Regions from separate parts of the Danio rerio genome. Here regions 1 and 3 are each linked to region 2. Evidence: chromatin contacts called from public Hi-C and HiChIP or PLAC-seq data. All regions are on one chromosome and are shown on one strand. The core of a region is the stretch at or near the end of the contact, and the rest is flanking DNA. Distances in the headings are between cores, read along the strand shown.

The links. A called contact is a pair of places that touch in the nucleus more often than the background predicts. HiChIP or PLAC-seq counts read pairs in DNA pulled down with a chosen protein or histone mark.
Region 1: a contact with region 2 is called in an H3K4me3 HiChIP or PLAC-seq map of embryo, with 6 times the contacts expected there. The contact joins the promoter of mthfd1l here to the enhancer-like site in region 2. A contact is called at or near these places in 10 of 18 Hi-C or Micro-C datasets (caudal fin, embryo, fibroblasts and 2 more) and 3 of 4 datasets of contacts at active chromatin or transcription factors (caudal fin, embryo and gastrula embryo).
Region 3: a contact with region 2 is called in a Hi-C map of gastrula embryo, with 1.8 times the contacts expected there. The contact joins two enhancer-like sites. A contact is called at or near these places in 9 of 18 Hi-C or Micro-C datasets (caudal fin, embryo, fibroblasts and 2 more) and 2 of 4 datasets of contacts at active chromatin or transcription factors (caudal fin and gastrula embryo).

The regions. Positions count from the first base shown.
Region 1 is chr20:29,245,761-29,248,520 of GRCz12tu, reverse strand. mthfd1l (methylenetetrahydrofolate dehydrogenase (NADP+ dependent) 1 like) reads left to right here and starts at 1,360. Exons shown (of 27, transcript NM_001242996.1): 1 at 1,360-1,660. The coding sequence starts at 1,425.
Region 2 is chr20:29,130,896-29,133,647 of GRCz12tu, reverse strand. It overlaps akap12b (A kinase (PRKA) anchor protein 12b), which reads left to right. Exons shown (of 4, transcript NM_001281788.1): 3 at 2,316-2,752. Among named protein-coding and RNA genes, the nearest start is that of zbtb2b, 23 kb to the right of the region's middle. Within about 2 kb of position 1,492, at least 9 of the 62 cell types and tissues checked have an H3K27ac peak or open chromatin away from gene starts, as enhancers often do. A contact at or near this core is called in gastrula embryo, where this site is marked.
Region 3 is chr20:29,222,063-29,225,119 of GRCz12tu, reverse strand. It overlaps mthfd1l (methylenetetrahydrofolate dehydrogenase (NADP+ dependent) 1 like), which reads left to right. Exons shown (of 27, transcript NM_001242996.1): 19 at 854-922. Among named protein-coding and RNA genes, the nearest start is that of mthfd1l, 24 kb to the left of the region's middle. Within about 2 kb of position 1,414, at least 11 of the 62 cell types and tissues checked have an H3K27ac peak or open chromatin away from gene starts, as enhancers often do. A contact at or near this core is called in gastrula embryo, where this site is marked.

The DNA.
Region 1 (2,760 bases), core at 111-2,610, 120 kb before region 2:
GAGCAGGTTTATCTGGTGACATCAATTTTAGACAGTGCTGTTCCTGCTTATGTTAATGCTATGCTTCCTTTCAGCTCTTGCCATGAGGATCATCAGTGTGACTTGGGTTACTTAGTTTACTCCCTATACCTATCCCCTGGCTGCAGATACAAGGCTTAAAAATCATTGAAAAAATAATAATTGTGTTATCATTACTCATCCTGCACTTTTTCAAAACCTATTTGAGTTTCTTTCTTCTGTTGAACACAAAAGAGGATCATTTGAAAAATGCTGGTTGCTGGAATCCATTTCCATTGAATTTATTAAAACTATGTAAGTCGGTGTGTGCCAGCCAGCTAGCATTCTTCAAAATATTTTCTTTTGTGTTCAACAGAAGAAAGAAACTCAGAAAGCAATGGTCTCAAACTCAATTCCTGGAGGGCAGCGGCTCTGCATAGCTCCAACCACCTCCAACTCACACCTGCTTAATATAGTCTCTAGTAGTCTTGAACACCTTGATTATTTCGATCAGCTGTGTTTGATTAGTATTGGAGCAAAACTGCAGAGCTGCGGCCCTCCAGGAATCCAGTTTGAAACTTATGTCATAAAGATTGTGAGTAAATGATCGTAACTTTAATTTTTGGATGAACTATCCTATTAATATTCCAGACTAAAATAAAAGTGCGCTGTTTTAACTGAAAGAAACTTGCACTGACTGATCTTAAAATATCAAATCAGTTTTTTATTTATTTTGTGTGTCAAGATGCACACCAGTATTTTTTTTTCTAAGGCACATTTATAAAAAATGTCTTAAATTTAACTATGGTCTACAGTTTGTGAGTCTTAAAGAGATTCACCCAAATCTCATAATTTACTTACCGTTCACTTGTCGCAAAACTGCTTGAGTTCATTTAGTTATTTATTTTTTGAGGAATGTTAAAAATCTGTAACCATTCACTAACACTATCTCATAATGGAAGTCAATGATTACATTTTTCTAAAACTCTTCTTTTGTGTTCAACAGAAAAAGGAAACTCAATGTTTTGGAACCGCTTAAGGGTGACTAAATGCCCAGTTAATTTTTAGTTTGGGTCCGTATCTAACTATCCCTAAGATAATATTTATTGTCTTTATTGGGCAATTGTGATATATAAAAGAAAAAAAATTATGAAAAAAAAACACAAATTCTACAAATTTGTAAATGAAAAGAAAAAACGCTGCGAAAAAATAAGATGTTGCCCAATGTCAGATGAGTCATTTGTGTTCTTGCTTAGACTTGTGAACAATTATTACAAAAACGCCTCAAGTGCTCTTCAGCAGTTCTTCAGTGAGCGCGCTCCCGTGATGCCGGTGTCTAGCACGCGCTTGTCTTGTTCCAGTAGTGCTCGAGAATCACCTGAGCATCAGACCAGACTCCGCTCTGTCAGCAGCTCCAGCCAAGTAGCATGATGAGACTGTCTGTCGCCTTTCGCCACGCTCGCCGGAGCCACTCAACCATACAAAGATCACGTACTTGTGTCAAATTTTTATCCCGGGAGAACAGACACACACCTGATATCAGCGCGGTTTCTTTTCTGCGGGCTCGAGAAGCGAGTTCTACCAGCGGTACAACTGAAACAGCAGCCAGTTTACAAAGTCATGCGAGAAAATACGAAGGACCACCGTATGAAAGAGCAGTTGGGTAAGAATTAAACTTTGTCAGTAAAAAACGTTCATATCGAAAAGTAACACGTTTGTTTATACAGCTACTTTAGCTGTAACGTTACTGAAGATAAAGTGTCTCTTGTGTTGCCTTGATTTGTTTCCACGTGCTGCCGGTTTTTGTCTGCCTGCTGATGTAACTTCTGCTTCCCATTAGTCTTCAGTCTGTCTTCACACTGTGCGGATGTAGTCTACTATAGTTGTTCTGTGTCCTAACTAGGTTACATGTTCATATTGTGATACTGTATAAGTATTTGAATGTCCTATAAAGTGCGACTCTTTATTTTAACTAAACATGAATGTTTTTAGTGGGTCAGTGTTACATTGAATGTCCTCATCTAACCCGCTCCCCTGGTGGACGATCACAATACTGATCGTCTCTCGGTAAAGGATTTCTTTTAAGTGTTTGTTTGTGGGAACAATAGTTATTTTAAAGTATAAAAGTTTTTTTATTATTTTAAAAACTAAAATAACTCATATATGTTCACCATAACTGGAAACTGCAGTTGGAAGACAAACTATATCAAGTATATACAACTAAGTAAGAAGGGAAGTATACAGTTATTTTAGTAAAGCAAAAAACAATGAAAAGTGTTACAGCGCTCTTTGGTCTTCCCTGAAATTATATATTCTTTATGGGTGGCATTCATTATCTAATTTGAATCAGTGCCATATCAAACCCTAGTGAAGTGATTTTTAAATAAATTACACATTAAATGCAACCTAAATGTCTATTTTAAGGGTTCAAATATGTTTTGTGTCAAATGTCTTATTAAGTGTAATTGATATATTTGTGTAAATTCAACCTAATACTGACCTGTACTTAGTACTATGTAATGTATGTATAATAATACATATTATTAGTAACTTTTAATATTAAATTTGAAATGGTAACAACTTTTTGATGAGGAATTGGTGAACCCAGCAGATTAAATTATAATGGCAAAATGTAAAGATTTAAAATGACAGGGCTGCATTATTAAATAATACTTTTTAAATAGTTTTAAGCCTTTAACTGTTTTTAAGTATATTTAAACAAGTTTCTGTTTAAGCCTGAACTTATCTTGGAAAATTTTGTAT
Region 2 (2,752 bases), core at 243-2,742:
ACAATCCATTCTAAAAGTAGATATTGATAGTATCATAAACAAAATTTTGATTGTTCATTCAACCAGAGTCAAAGGGGGCAGTCACTAAAGTATAGTTATTTAGTGTGGGAGGTGGGGTAGTTGGCCTGGTGGGGGTCCGGCAGTCAGTCTACTGCTCATTCTTCCTGCAACTTCCCTAAACTCACAGATTCCACTAATGAACAGCCTGCATTTGCATGTAACAGCAAGGGGTAGGGGGTTGTTGACCATTACCTCAGACCCATCTCAACAAACATCCACCCTTCCCCCAGCTTTCTAGAGAGCCCAGCTATCAAACTACTGTGATTTCAGATGGCATCTGCCCCCACCCACCCACAGTTCTACACTTTAACAGCCACAACAGACACGCTATCAAATTCCTTGGCTTGAGTTTCCCCAATCTGAGACAAAGGCAAATGTAGGGCGACTGATGGCTTACTCATGGTCCCTGACCCATTTTGTCTTTCATACTCAAGTAAAATTAAATACACACACACACACACACACACACACACACACACACACACACACACTGCACAGACATGTCTCCAGCTGTGTGAGGCAACAGCATCATGTTATAGTTTAATGTTTCATTTTTCTAATTGTTACCTAACTTTTATTGCCCCTTAAGATACCGCCAAACTTTTCCAAAAGTTTTACAGCTTGTCCAGTAATCAGTCTTCCATATCATCAAGATTTTCTATCTGTCATTCTAAATTGTTTCCCATAATGCCCCTTTCCCATTTTACTGCAAGGATTTCATCATGGTAGTTTAGGTTCCAGGACAGACAATAGTGTGGCCCCCCACCCTTTTTAGCTAAAGCAGGAAAAACCAGGGGCCCGTTTGGAGACAAAGAGCACAACACAATACAGTCTTCCTAAGCTAAAGTTTAGAATTGGGTTTGGTCTGTGGGGGGGATGGCTTGTTGTTTTGTAGGGGGATGGGAATGCCATTGCACCCCAGTATCACATTGAATTGTGGTATTAGATTAGCGCCTCTCTACATTTATAGCATACTTTAAAACCACAGAAGAGCTATCTTAATTTAAACTTACTGAAGGTGGATAAGCTAATGTAAGATTGTAAATGCATTCTCCACTGGGTGACCATGGCACGATTAGGAGCATTGGTAGTTTATTCTATTTTGTTGTTTCATTGTAATTTTTTAAGGGTGGGGTAAGACTTTACCAGTCACATAAAAATATGATTATTTTAATATGATTTATAATTTTTCGTTTTATAAATCATAAGTTGTTTGTTTGGTAAATGTGTTTGCGTTATCTAGGCCTGTGTCATGCAATTGTGTAGGATGTCAAGTAATGTTATATCCATGCATTAAAAATGCTTGGAATTTGTTTTTAAAGTCACTGGGTGGGTTTCAGACCCCAAAGCAAGAGCAAGCAGAGCCAGATGTGAGCAGTCTCTTGCTAGGTTGGATGTCAAAGGGAAACTGGGCCTCTAGGAGGCCCACACTATATGTGAACATGACTCCCTGTTCCTAGACCCACACCCTCAAAACCAACCCACTCCTGTCAAAACACAGATAGACGAGGGAGGAATTTAAGACATTATAAATGTGTGTGTGTGTGTGTTTGTGTTTTTTGTTTATCCACCTGTTGTGCTTTTAGTTACATTTAGTTTCAGATGATACTGTGCTCACATGCTGATTAATATTAGTAAAATACTATCAAAAAAAGCCCCTTCGATATGAGTTTGCTGTGTTTTATTAAATCAGGTCAGTTTCATAGTCCAAAAAGTTTGGCAACATATCCTGCATAGCTGAAGCTTACTACATGGAAATTTCCCCTGTTTGCTTTTAAGTTAACTGTTGTCATCACCCCCGTTTTATAGTTTTGGTTAACATTTACAGGCAGGAGACCAGAATATGTAAACTTAATATCAGATTGCCATCATATGCCTGATTAAATCTGTAAGGGGGGAAATGTTTTTTTTGCAGGTTTTCCAGAAATGTGGCTCTGATTTCCTTCAAATGACACAGTCCTCCATCTTGAGTTAATCATCTCACTAGATCATTTATTTTGCTTTTATTATTATAATTACAAACCTGTTTTTCTAAACTAATTCTTTTTGTGGGTTGACTATCCACAAGAGACCAAACACACAGACGATTTTAAACACTTGGAGTGTTATGTTATTTAATAATCTGTTAACTTGATGATTCGAATGGTGACGACTTGATTCATTTTTTTTTAGATGTCCAATTAAGTATCATAAGTATAAGTGAATAAATTTATGCAAGCAATTTAATAAAATCTTTCATTTTTGTTTTATTTCAGTTGGTCAAACGGACACCATCTCCCCAAAAGAAGACAGCCCTGAAACAATAGAAGTGCACCAGGAAGAGGTTGCCCCTCAAATGAATGGAGAGAAGGGAGACGATTCTGCAAATGCAGATGAGATTACAACTGCTGAAGAGAAGGTGGTAGAGGAAAAACAAGAAGAGGCCAATGAAGTGGGCTTCAAGAAGATTTTCCGTTTCGTTGGATTCAAATTCACACTGAAGAAAGACAAGAATGAGAAGACTGAGCCTGTGCAACTGCTGACAGTGAAGGAAGCAGAGAGTGGTGCTGATGCAGCCACTGAGGAAAAGAAAGAGGAACCTGCAGCAGAGGAGGACAGGTCTGTGGAAGAAAAATCACCAGAAACCACAGAAAATGAGGCCAAAGCTGAAGAAGTAACTGAGAAGGCAGAGGAACCAGCAGAACAAACTGTA
Region 3 (3,057 bases), core at 165-2,664, 92 kb before region 2:
TTTGTGGTTTTTTTAAAATACATAAATTAAAATACAATAAATTGTGGTAAAAGCTTTAGCTATAATAAAATTTATTATTTTACTAGACGTTTACATATATCACCTGGTAGTGTGATTTGACTGCATTAAGCATTTACAAAATAATATCTATACTTAATGTATAATATTCAATAATATATAAAGAAAAACGTTACTTGTTTCAAGGCTTTATGAGTTTCTCTCTGTTAAACACAAAAGAAGATATTTAGAAGAATGTTGGCACCTATAACTATTGACTTCCATAGAATTAGTTTTTCTGTTTTTCCTATTATGGAAATCAATGTTTACAGGTTTTCAGCATTTTTCAAAATATCTTAACAGAAAAACAGAAAAAAACAGAAAAAAACTCAAAAAAGTTTGAGGGCAAGTAAATGGTAAGTATATTTTAATTTTTGGCCGAACTATCCCTTTAATTTCTACTTTTTATTTGTATCTATGTATTTATTTTTACATTTGTAAACTCTAAAAAGTCTATTTGTTTCCCCATAAAGCTTTATGAGTTTCTCTCTTTTATTAAACACAAAGTAAGATATTTAGAAAAATGTTGGAAACCTGTAACCATTGACTTCTATAGTATTTGTTTTTCTTACTATGAATGTCAATAGTTACAGGTTCCCAGCTTTCTTCAAAATATCTTCTCTTGTGTTCAACAAATTCAAAGATTTGAGGGTGAGTAAATGGCGAGTAACTTTTCTTTTTTTTTTACATTTGTTAACTCTAAGACTATCGGTTACACCATAGCAATATGGATAAAACCTAAAAACTATTGCAACCAACATATCTTGACATTTCTTTGTTCTTTTGCTTCTCCCAGGGTGTGACCGGGGCTTTGGCCGTCCTCATGAAAGATGCTATCAAACCCACACTAATGCAGACACTGGAGGTGAGACCTTCCCTGTTCCTGTACCCCAAACTCTCCATATCTTTTACACAGGCGCTTGCTTGTGCTATTTTTCTTATTCTGTCTCCCACATAACTGTCCTATCTTGATGGAAACTCCCAAACTCGATACTCTCAGTGTTGGCTAAGTGATAGGATATTCGAGGCATGACATAGAAAAACACACTCGTACAGTAACGCATGCACATCTGGTTTTGGTTTTGGCTCAGTGGGAGTGTGTCTCTGTCTTTCACTATCACACCCCGAACACCACAAGCAAACTGGAAATGAGAAGAAGACAGTGGTGAAAAGCCTGATTGTTGGAATGCCTTTCATCTTTACGGCTTTTAAACATGCTAATGACTTGTGATTGATGTTTGGGGTGTACGGCCGTAAGTTTGTGCGTGTGAGATGCAGAGGAGTTGCGTGTTTGTAGAGAGAGACGCAGAAACGCTTTGTGAAACCTTTCCTGCCTGTTTCCTGTTTCTCTTGTTAGGAGGAATCGTATCAGAATGGACCAGGCAGCAAAGGGTTGTGGGAACACTCAGTTTGTAGTGGCCTTTAATGTCCATGCTGTGAATTGGGGGGTGTGTTAGTGTGAGCATGTGTGTGTGTGTGTGTGTGTGTGCACTTTAAACACTCAGATTACTTTAAAAACATTTGTAAAAACATATTGACTCAAACTAATTGGGTAAATGCACATTTTAAGTTAGTAGGACTTTTTTTTTTTTTACCACACACTGACAAAAAAGTTATTCAGTTTATTTACATTTTTTAAGGTAAATGGTTGCAAACAGTTTATACAGGCTGATTTTAAACAAATAAATAAAATTTTTGCTAAGTTCAACTTATTTAAATTTAACCCATATAAATTGTTTGCAACCATTTACCTTTAACAAATAGTAAATCTAATGAATCATTATTTAATTTCATGTTTGTGATGAATGGGGTGGCACAAGGGCATCTCTCAACTTATCACAAATTTAATTACAGTTTACCTGAATTGTTAAATGTTTTACATTCACGCTGATATTTATGCTTATGCATTAGTAATAGAATAAGTCTTAGTAATCAAAGAGATTATTTTCTCATACACGCATGCATAAAGATGTTTTTTTTAGCCCATTTTTAGCCTAACCACAGGCACAGGTAACCATAAACCCTTCTAAATAATAGAAACATCTAAATCCCAACACTGCAGTTTGCATAACGTTTTTATATTGTGTACTATGAACTTCAAAATCAAAATCTGAGTACAATTAGTTTGGTTTTACTTTGTGCATATGTGTGTTTGTGTGTGTATGTGAGAGAGGAAGTGAGTGAATGACAGCCCAAGAGGATGTATGTGTGTACACAGATGCATTTCAGACTGTTTGATTAACAATACACAAGAGTGTTTGAAGTAAATGTATCTTTAAAGGATTGTATGGATGCTTCTTAATCAGCTCCCTAACTCTTGAGGTTGTTGTGAATCAGTAATGACATGAGATCTTTCTCAATGTACAACATCAAAACTGGAATTTATGGGGGAAATTTATGGGTATTCATATTTTGAAAAGTTTTAAGTTACATTTTTGATGAATCATTTGATTGTTTCTTATGCCAGCAATTATATAATAATTATTATTATAATAATTTTATAATGTAAAATTCATTATACTAATCAGTTCGGAGTTTGAGGTTCCTTTGTGGTTAAAGTCTGCATTAAATCAAAATTGCCTCTTCTTATATTTTTATGTAGGGATGTCCCGTTTAGGTTTTTTAGGAAGAAATAGGATGTTGCTTCTGTGAGGTAGCTTGAACAATCAAGTAATAAATAATTCTTCACTTTAAGACTTTAGTGCCTTTTGAGTACCTTTAAGACTTTTATCTGACTTGTTTTTGTTTTTTCCCTTATAATTTGCACTTTAAAAGTACCAAGGGAACATGGTGAGAGAAATGTTCCTTGATTTTCGCAGTGCATTGTGGGAGTGAACGTTTCATTGCACTGTAGAAATTTTACAATTGAGATGGCACTTAAAATGGCTGACTCCATGATCAGAGATGCACTCTATGTGTTTTGTATGTTTGCTGAAATGAGATGCACATTAAAATTTGACACTGACTGAGATTTGTTAAACATTAAGAGAAAATGTTATT